Linked DNA regions of Hordeum vulgare: region 1 is linked to region 2. Evidence: chromatin contacts called from public Hi-C data. All regions are on one chromosome and are shown on one strand. Each heading gives the region's core, a stretch centred on a gene start, on an enhancer-like site or on the middle of the called end of the contact. The rest is flanking DNA. Distances are from core to core; before and after follow the strand shown. Region 1 has its middle 320 kb from the start of LOC123426236. Region 2 holds the start of LOC123426236 (glycosyltransferase BC10-like).

What was found. A called contact is a pair of places that touch in the nucleus more often than the background predicts.
Region 1: a contact with region 2 is called in a Hi-C map of seedling, with 2.9 times the contacts expected there. The contact joins the enhancer-like site here to the promoter of LOC123426236 in region 2. A contact is called at or near these places in 1 of 6 Hi-C or Micro-C datasets (seedling) and 1 of 1 datasets of contacts at active chromatin or transcription factors (embryo).

The regions. Positions count from the first base shown.
Region 1 is chr2H:347,055,549-347,059,547 of MorexV3_pseudomolecules_assembly, reverse strand. No RefSeq gene overlaps it. Among protein-coding and RNA genes, the nearest start is that of LOC123426236, 320 kb to the right of the region's middle. Within about 2 kb of position 1,932, at least 3 of the 3 cell types and tissues checked have open chromatin away from gene starts, as enhancers often do. A contact at or near this core is called in seedling, where this site is marked.
Region 2 is chr2H:346,731,651-346,735,528 of MorexV3_pseudomolecules_assembly, reverse strand. It overlaps LOC123426236 (glycosyltransferase BC10-like), which reads right to left and starts at 2,098. Exons shown (of 1, transcript XM_045110038.1): 1 at 678-2,098. The coding sequence starts at 1,824. The coding sequence ends at 715. LOC123426235 reads right to left here. Exons shown (of 5, transcript XR_006622114.1): 5 at 3,599-3,878.

The DNA.
Region 1 (3,999 bases), core at 683-3,182, 320 kb before region 2:
AGCTATAGATAGTTATCGGTAGCGCTGGACAGGGAAGCACTACTACTAACACTACTTACCAGTGGCGCTGCCCATACCAGCACTACTACTAGGGTTTAGCTGTAGCGCGATAGCAGTAGCGCTTGGCCCAGCGCTACTGCTATGCATATTTCAAGCGCTACTACTAGGGTTTTCCCTAGTAGGTGACCTCGATCAGGGAAAACCTGTGATCTCCTTGGGTTCCTATTGGAAAATTTCAACCTTCAGATAGCCCAAGGTATCCTGGGAATCCCTCGCACAAGACGCTTGAGAAAGGTAAAAAAAGTCCAGCAAGGCCACCCGGCGTGTCGACGATCCTCATAGGAGTCGCGTACCTCGTTCTCAGGACACGACGTATTAGCACTATGTATGGTGGCCGGATAGACATCCCCCGAGTTGCCCCGGGTGGCCTCGCAACTGGCTCTGTTGGGACCAACACCAGCAGCACTAGCCCCCTTGTAATATGTTGAATTAATCCTCGGGTTCATGACGCTCTATGTTTTTTAGTATTAACAGAATTATTATGTTGGGAAAATATAGTACCAATGTTGGGCCTTGCCAGACGAGCTTTATCTCAAAACGAAAGTCAAGGGGGTCCCCATAACAACCCCAATCATGTTAGGAGTGCTCATTTATGGAACATAACACCGGTAGCAAAAACTAAGACGGCAAAGGTGGAACAAAACACCAGTCTAGAAGGCCAAGCCTTCCACCTTTTACCAAGTATAATATGGTGATATAACAAGGAACCCATGCTTTTACATGGAAGCAACTGCACCTGCAACTAGCAACAATATCAAAAGGCTAAGCAAGCAGTAATATAGCCAAATAGGTTTGTTGGGTAGTAGAAAGATTAGAGGTTTTCATGGCAATGTTGGGAGGCTCATATTTAACAGGTGGTAGGCAGCGAGACATAGCGATAGATACGAAACAACTAGCATGTCAATGGTAGTAATGGTATCCAGGGAAATGATCATTTTTCCTGTGATCCCGCATGGAAGAAGGACGAGTCCGTAAAGCATGTGAACCGACATAGTCGAACGGATCCTCACATTCCGAAGCGGATCAGAACTCTATCGAGACGAAGAAAACCGAAAACAAGAATCAACACATGATATTCACCACAACACATGCACGATATGATGCACACCCTAATATGATGCATGTCCATTTCAATTATGCAAGGCATGACATGGCAATTCACACAATCAAACACTACACATTAAGTGAAGATCGATAAGCAACGAGTTGCATATTGACGAAACTTCAAATTTGATTATTTAGTTCACTCTCTTTATTTACAGGCAGTATTAAATGTTGTTAAAAATAGCAAGGGGTGAAGTGAAATTAAACTACCTATGTAGGCATTTTCAATGAGGCCGGAAACATCATATAGCATTTCCGAAATGACCACCACGCATTAACTTTGTAATCTGTCTAAATCTGTCCTAAACATATTTTAAGTTTGTTAAACGGCAAAAGAAAGTGGTTCACGTGATTCTACTCATCGTTCTAGTCCATTTACATATATGGCTCATCTCCAACGGAGCTACGGAGAATTAACTATGAACTAAACCGTTTCTATCATGTCGACACACAAACCAATGCAAACATGATGGCTAACAGCTTTAAATATGCACGGGAGTTGTCAAATATTAATCTATGCAAAATTCTACACGTTTTAAACTACTTTTTGTGATCCGATGCACAATGTAAAAGTTACGCGGGCTTTTTTAAATCATGCAATTTTATGAAAATAATAAAATTCGCAAGACCTAAAAAAAACTATTCGGACCGGAATCTGCTATAGGCCTAAACAGAGGCATGCTCAAGATAACTATAACACGCACAGTCGCTGGAGCGGACCGGCTTCGGCTGGAGGAGGCCACGCGGCTGGGCTAGCTCGTGGGCTGGGTGAGGCCCACCACGCTGACGCCAGCGGCGGCCCACAGGGCACGAGGTGGGGAGCGGGCGACCTGCTCCTCCCGTCCCGATCGGGAGCATGCAGGACAACTGACGGTGGCGGCGGATGGTGCCGGCGGGGAGGCCGTAGGTGGCAGGGAAAGGCGACGGATCCGGGCAAGGGGGCTCCATTCCCAAAGGGGCCAGGGCCGACGGTGAGCTCGGCAGGCGGAGCTCCGGCTGGTCGGGGCGACGGGGCGAGCTCGGTAGGTGTCGGACGACAGGGCTGAGGGTGCCGGGGCTCCGGCCAGTGGAACACGACCAGATCTGGCTTGGGGTAGGCACTTGGGGCTGGCGACGGCGATGCGGCTTGGCGCTTGGCTCGGCCAGATTCGGCTCGGGGCTGGCCGGCGCCAATGAGGTTGCAGCAGGAAGGAGCACATGGGCCTGCTCGGGCACGCGGCGGGCGACCCCGAACATCTGCCGGCGGTGGACGGGCCGCGCGAGGGCCGGATCTGGGCCCTGTGGGTCAGTGCGCAGGGATGAGAAGGCTCTCGCCGTGGCCTGTCCTGGATGGCTGGGTGCGGCCGGACACTCTGGTGGCGCCAAGTGGCGGCCTTGCTGCGGACTGGCGCGGAATCGGAGGGAGGCAACGGCGGCTGGAGGTGGAAGGCTTGTGGCTGCACGGGTTTCGAGGAGGTATTAGGGTTTATGTCAAATTAGGCAGGTGGAGGTGCTATTTGTAGCAGTTTTAGCTAGGGTTAGTGGATTTGCTCTGCTTTTAGACCGTTGGATTGCGATCTGACGGCTCCGATCAGATGGGATTGTCGGTGGTTTAGTGGGCTTTGAAGAGGGGTTGTGGGCTGAGAAGAGAGGCAGGTTTGCGGCCTGGCAACGAGATTTTAAAACATCAAAAAACGCCCGACGATCACCCAATGACGGTACCGCTACGATCAACCGTTCGAGTATCAAACGGATTCCTATTGTGACGAAAATTGACAGGAAGCCTACCTACATTATATTTAGACCGCACGCCAAGTTTCAATCCAATCCGAGAATATTTTAAACACACTTTTAGAAACAAGATTTTAACGATGTCGCGGGCGTGTGCGTGTGTGGTCGGTCTCAAAACGGTCAACGACGAACACACAGAGAACCGACAACTAATAACGGATGCAGGTTTTGAAAACTGACGACAACGGAGTGCCAATGCAATGCATATGATGTGCATGATGCAATGATGAATGCGACAGACAATCTAATCGCACGATGACAACGAAGTAAAAGGGGAATCTTCTGGAGCGTCGGTCTTGGGTTGTTACACACAACTATCTAGGAAGTCCTTAGAAGCATCGATTAGCCCATTATAAAATATATCAAGAATTTCATTTTTAAAATATATCAAGAACTTCATTTTTCTTAAGAGGATGATCATACAAAGCTTTAAGTAACTAGAGAAGAGTCCCCCAATCTTGAGGGATATTCTCTTCTTCAATTTCCACAAAGTTAAATCTTTCCTATAAGGCAGCTTGTTTCTTATGAGAAGGAACATAATTTTCACAAAAGTAATAAAGCAAATCCTGGGGACTACGCATACAACCAGGAGCTAGAGAAAAGAACCATTCCTTGGCCTCACCTTTCAACGAGAAAGGAAAAAATCTGAAGGATATAATAGTAATGTATCTTTTCATCATTAGTAAACAAAGCAGGAATATCATTCAGCTTCATGAGATGTTTGACAACAGTATCATTTTCATAACCATGGAAAGGATCAGACTGAACTATAAGAATCAATTCAGGGTCTATAGATAATTCATAGTCCTTATCACTAACAAATGTAGGAGAAGTGGAAAGTTTAGGATCATGTTTCATTTTCTCCATCATGGATTTTTCTTTTAGTTTGCATAGTAGTTTGTTAAAATCATTCCTATCCTCACAAGCAAGAAAGTCCCTAGCTACTTCGCCATCCACAACATAACCTTAAGCTATATAAGGGAATTCATATCCATTAGTCAAAATCTTCATTAGTTTCAGTATCTTCAAGTTCTCTAGTTTTAGCAAGATGAGCATCAAGTAATT
Region 2 (3,878 bases), core at 849-3,348:
AAGATGCGAAGGAGAAACACACTGCTTTCGTCGTCGCACGCGCAACTCTAACTGATATAGACCTGCAAAAGCAATGAGGTTTCTTAGCCAGGAGTAGTTCTATTTCGCCAATACTAGAACTGAACTATACAAGGAGCCAACTACTCTAATCTGAAGGGAAAACTGGTCAAAAGGCAAGACAATGGTATCCTTGAAAAGAACAAGGCAAGATAATGGGTAGCAGCACACTGCGTTACAGTCGTTGAATACGGCACTCGGTGGTCTCAGCATATCGCTGTTGACTGTAGGGTTCTGACATAATTCCATCGATCCAGAGAGCACAAGACTTCGAGTTGCCGATTCACGAATTAAATGAAGCAACATGCTTACATATACTCCCTCCGTCCCAAAATGAGTCATTTTTGAGTCACTTATTTTGGGACGGAGGGAGTAGAAACTAAAGCAGATAGGAGATTTTTCCAAAAAAAAAATGTATTCAATGTTCTTCAGTCATCTCGTCTCACAAGATGTTCCAGTATATTAAATGAATTTGGGGGGTGAACTGACATTAGCAATATGTTTCGATCATCTATGGGTTGCAAATTTGTGATTAAAATGCATGCATGGCTCAGGAGCATAACCAAGAAGTAGTGTCTAGAACCTATGGAACTTTTCAGAAATCAGGCGTCAGAACGTACCTCCTATGTGCAGCTATGGTGCAGAGCACCGCATCGATCAATCTTTGAAGATGACAGTGTCGGCGATGGCCATGAGCGGGCCAAGGCAGTCGGGAGCGAACTTGCGCGCGAACATGTGCTCATAGGTGGAGGTGTTGGACAGGCGCAGCTCGGTTATGAGCCGCGGCGACACCTCTGGCGCGGAATACGTGTGCGGGTGGCCTTCGAAGCTGTCGGTCCAGTTGACGCGCGTGAGCGTGTACCGGGTGCAGCCGGCGGGGTCGGCCATGTCGAGTAGCGTCGGGAAATAGTGCTCCTCCGGGTAACAAGAGTCCTGCGACTCCGGCAGGCACGGCTCCCTGAACTTTCGCCAGAGACGGCGCTCGCGGACCACTAGCACGGCGTGGCGACGGGCCAGCGTGAAGAACTGGGACCCGATGCGGAACCGGTCGAAGGGCACCTCCGGGAGCATGGCGTCCTCACCGCGCGCCACGTAGCGCACGGGCATCTGGGGCTCGCCGGTGAGCACCTCGATATAGCTCGGGAGGCGGTGGTGGTGCGCGGCTCTGGGCGGGAAGAGCGCCTCGTAGAGCCGCGGGAAGGAGTGGAGCGGAACGCAGTGCTGCGAGAGCAGCGCGAAGTAGGCGTTGGCCGGGTCGTCGAGCAGCGCTGCGACAAGCAAGCGCCGCGCTGCCGCGATGAGGCTCGGGTCCCCACGCCGCGTCGGCTTGGCCGCGACGAAGCGGCCCCGGAAGGAAGGCGTAGGGGGAAGCCGCAGGCGCACCGCCGGGTCTGCGTGCACGTACACGTTGAAGCGGTCGCCGTGCCCCGCGAAGAAGCACTCCCAAAGCGGCGCGAAGGTGAGGTCGGAGTTGGTCAGAAACATGAACGCCACCTTGGACGCCATCGCCGCGCCCTCGCCGGCGTCGAGCGTCACGCGCCGGAAGAGCGCGAGGTCCTCCGGCCCCTCCTCAACTCCCGCCCCTCCTCCGCTGCTGGCCGCACCACCAGCAGCACTCCCAGCGGCGGGCGGCGCCTCCTCGTCCCCAACCAGCACGGGCAGCGGCAGCGGTAGCGGCGGTGACGACGCGCGAGGAGCCAGGAAGAGCAGCGCCGTGAGCGACGCGAAGAGCAGGAGGGACAGCACCATCGGCGACGACGCCGTCATGGCGATTAATTTCCGGCCGCTAATCCCGCACCAAATCGAGGGGAAATTAGAATCGACGGACCGAATCGGGGGTCAGAACCTCATCCCGGCGATCGGAATCGGGGGTTTCTATCTATCTATCTGGGGATGCTGTGCTAGGAAGGAAGGAAGGCAAGCGAGGGAGGGAAGTGGAATGGAATGGAATGGAGTGGCGCTAGTCCCGTCTCGCGTCCGCCTCTCCTCTCGCTTTCTCCTTCTCTTTGTTTCATTCACTCTGAGCTCGGCGGACACCAACGTGGCCGCAATATCTAGTTTTTTTCTTTTAGGGAAGGCAGGAATATCAAGTTCGCCACGGAATTTTCTTTGCTTCGGTCGGTGACATGCAGGCCCGTTGTTTGGTGGGGTCTCTGTGCCAGTGGGTGTGGAGGCAGGGCTTCAGTACTTTTTGGAGGAAAGGCAGAGTTTTAGTTTCACGAGGAAGGATGGGTGGCTGTCCAGCCGAGGTTAAGGGTAAGGATGAATATGGACCGTCCGATGCGATTTGCCAAGATAATAGTTCTAGTGTGGTTTCCTAATCGGGCGGTGTGGGAGTGGGGAATCGGATCCGAACCAGTTGCCTAGTTTGGGCCCCATCAGTTTCGCTCTTCCTCAAGCAAGTATTGATATACTCCTCTCTCCTAAAATTAATGATTTAATTTTGAGAAACGTTCTTCGTCTGCGCCCGGCCGAACGTTCGGCTCGACGCACGCGGGTCGTCGATCTCCTATTTTATTCTGCGATCTCTTTCTCATTCTGACGGTTCGTGCGTGGTGCAGCTCATAGTCGAAGAGGCTCACCATGTGCGCGCCCCTGCGTTGTTGTCGTTGTTGTACCGGTCCCTGCCCCCGTCGGCCCGCCCGGATCGCCAGTTCCCGCCACCGTCGACCGTCCGCATCGTCGGATCCAGCCTTCGCCCATCGTCCTTGTCGCCTGCCGCCGTGGTCGGGCGCGCGTATACAAATGTTACAAACGTCGCCCAAAATTGCTGCAACGGGTATTTGAAAAAGCTTCAAAACCCAAAATGAAAAAGCTTCAACTAGGCATATGATAGTGCAAGCGGTCATTTGCCATGACGGAATGCTGCAACCGTTGACATAAAATGCTACAACCGTTGATTAAAAAAGCTGTAACCATACATATAAAAAGCTGCAAGCGGTCATTGCCATGACGGAATGCTGCAGTCGTTGACATAAAATGCTACAATCGTTGATGAAAAAAGCTGCAACCAGACATATAAAAGCTGCAAGCGGTCATTGCTATGACGGAATGTTGCAACTATTGACATAAAATGCTACAACCGTTGATGAAAAAAGCTGCAACGAAGGACCGATAAGGCGCTCACGTTTGTTGGCTCTGCAAGGACGACGACCGACGGGGAGGACGTCCGGCGAGAGGGGGCGACGGGAGAAGGACCCTTCGACCGCCAGGGGGCAGGGGGAAAAGGGGAGGGGCGAGGGGAGCGCCGCTGCGCGCTAGACGAGGATGGTCGGCGAGGCGCTCGTGGCTCGAGGTTGAGGACGAAGACGAGATCTGACGGTTCAAGGGCCCCCCCGGTCCGACGGCTATTGTACGGCCGGCGCGAGCTCGCGCTGGCGCGCCGGCGCCCAACACTCCTCTTTAATTTTATACTAGTAGAACGTCCGTGCGTTGCCACGGGCTTCTTCCTTTCCTGATTTTACATATATAAAGATAATGCATATAGCTCAAGCAGGTGGAAGCTCGCCGTAGTACCCGTCAAAATAATAAATAATGTATATAAAGAGATCAATGCCAGAATTTGACATGTATATAAAAATTGAACTTCAGTCCATTTACAATGTAATCAACAATGTATATAAAGAGATCGATGATAATTATCAGTTACAAACTAAGACATACTTATGCGTTTGAGATATTGATGAACACAAACGTCAGGAATGTTGTCTTTCGCTTCATTCGCATGGTAATCATATTGCTTGCTGGGTCATATCCAACGGTACAAGGAATGTTCATATGGGAGAGCTTGATTTCTCACGTTCACATACTCGTACAGATTT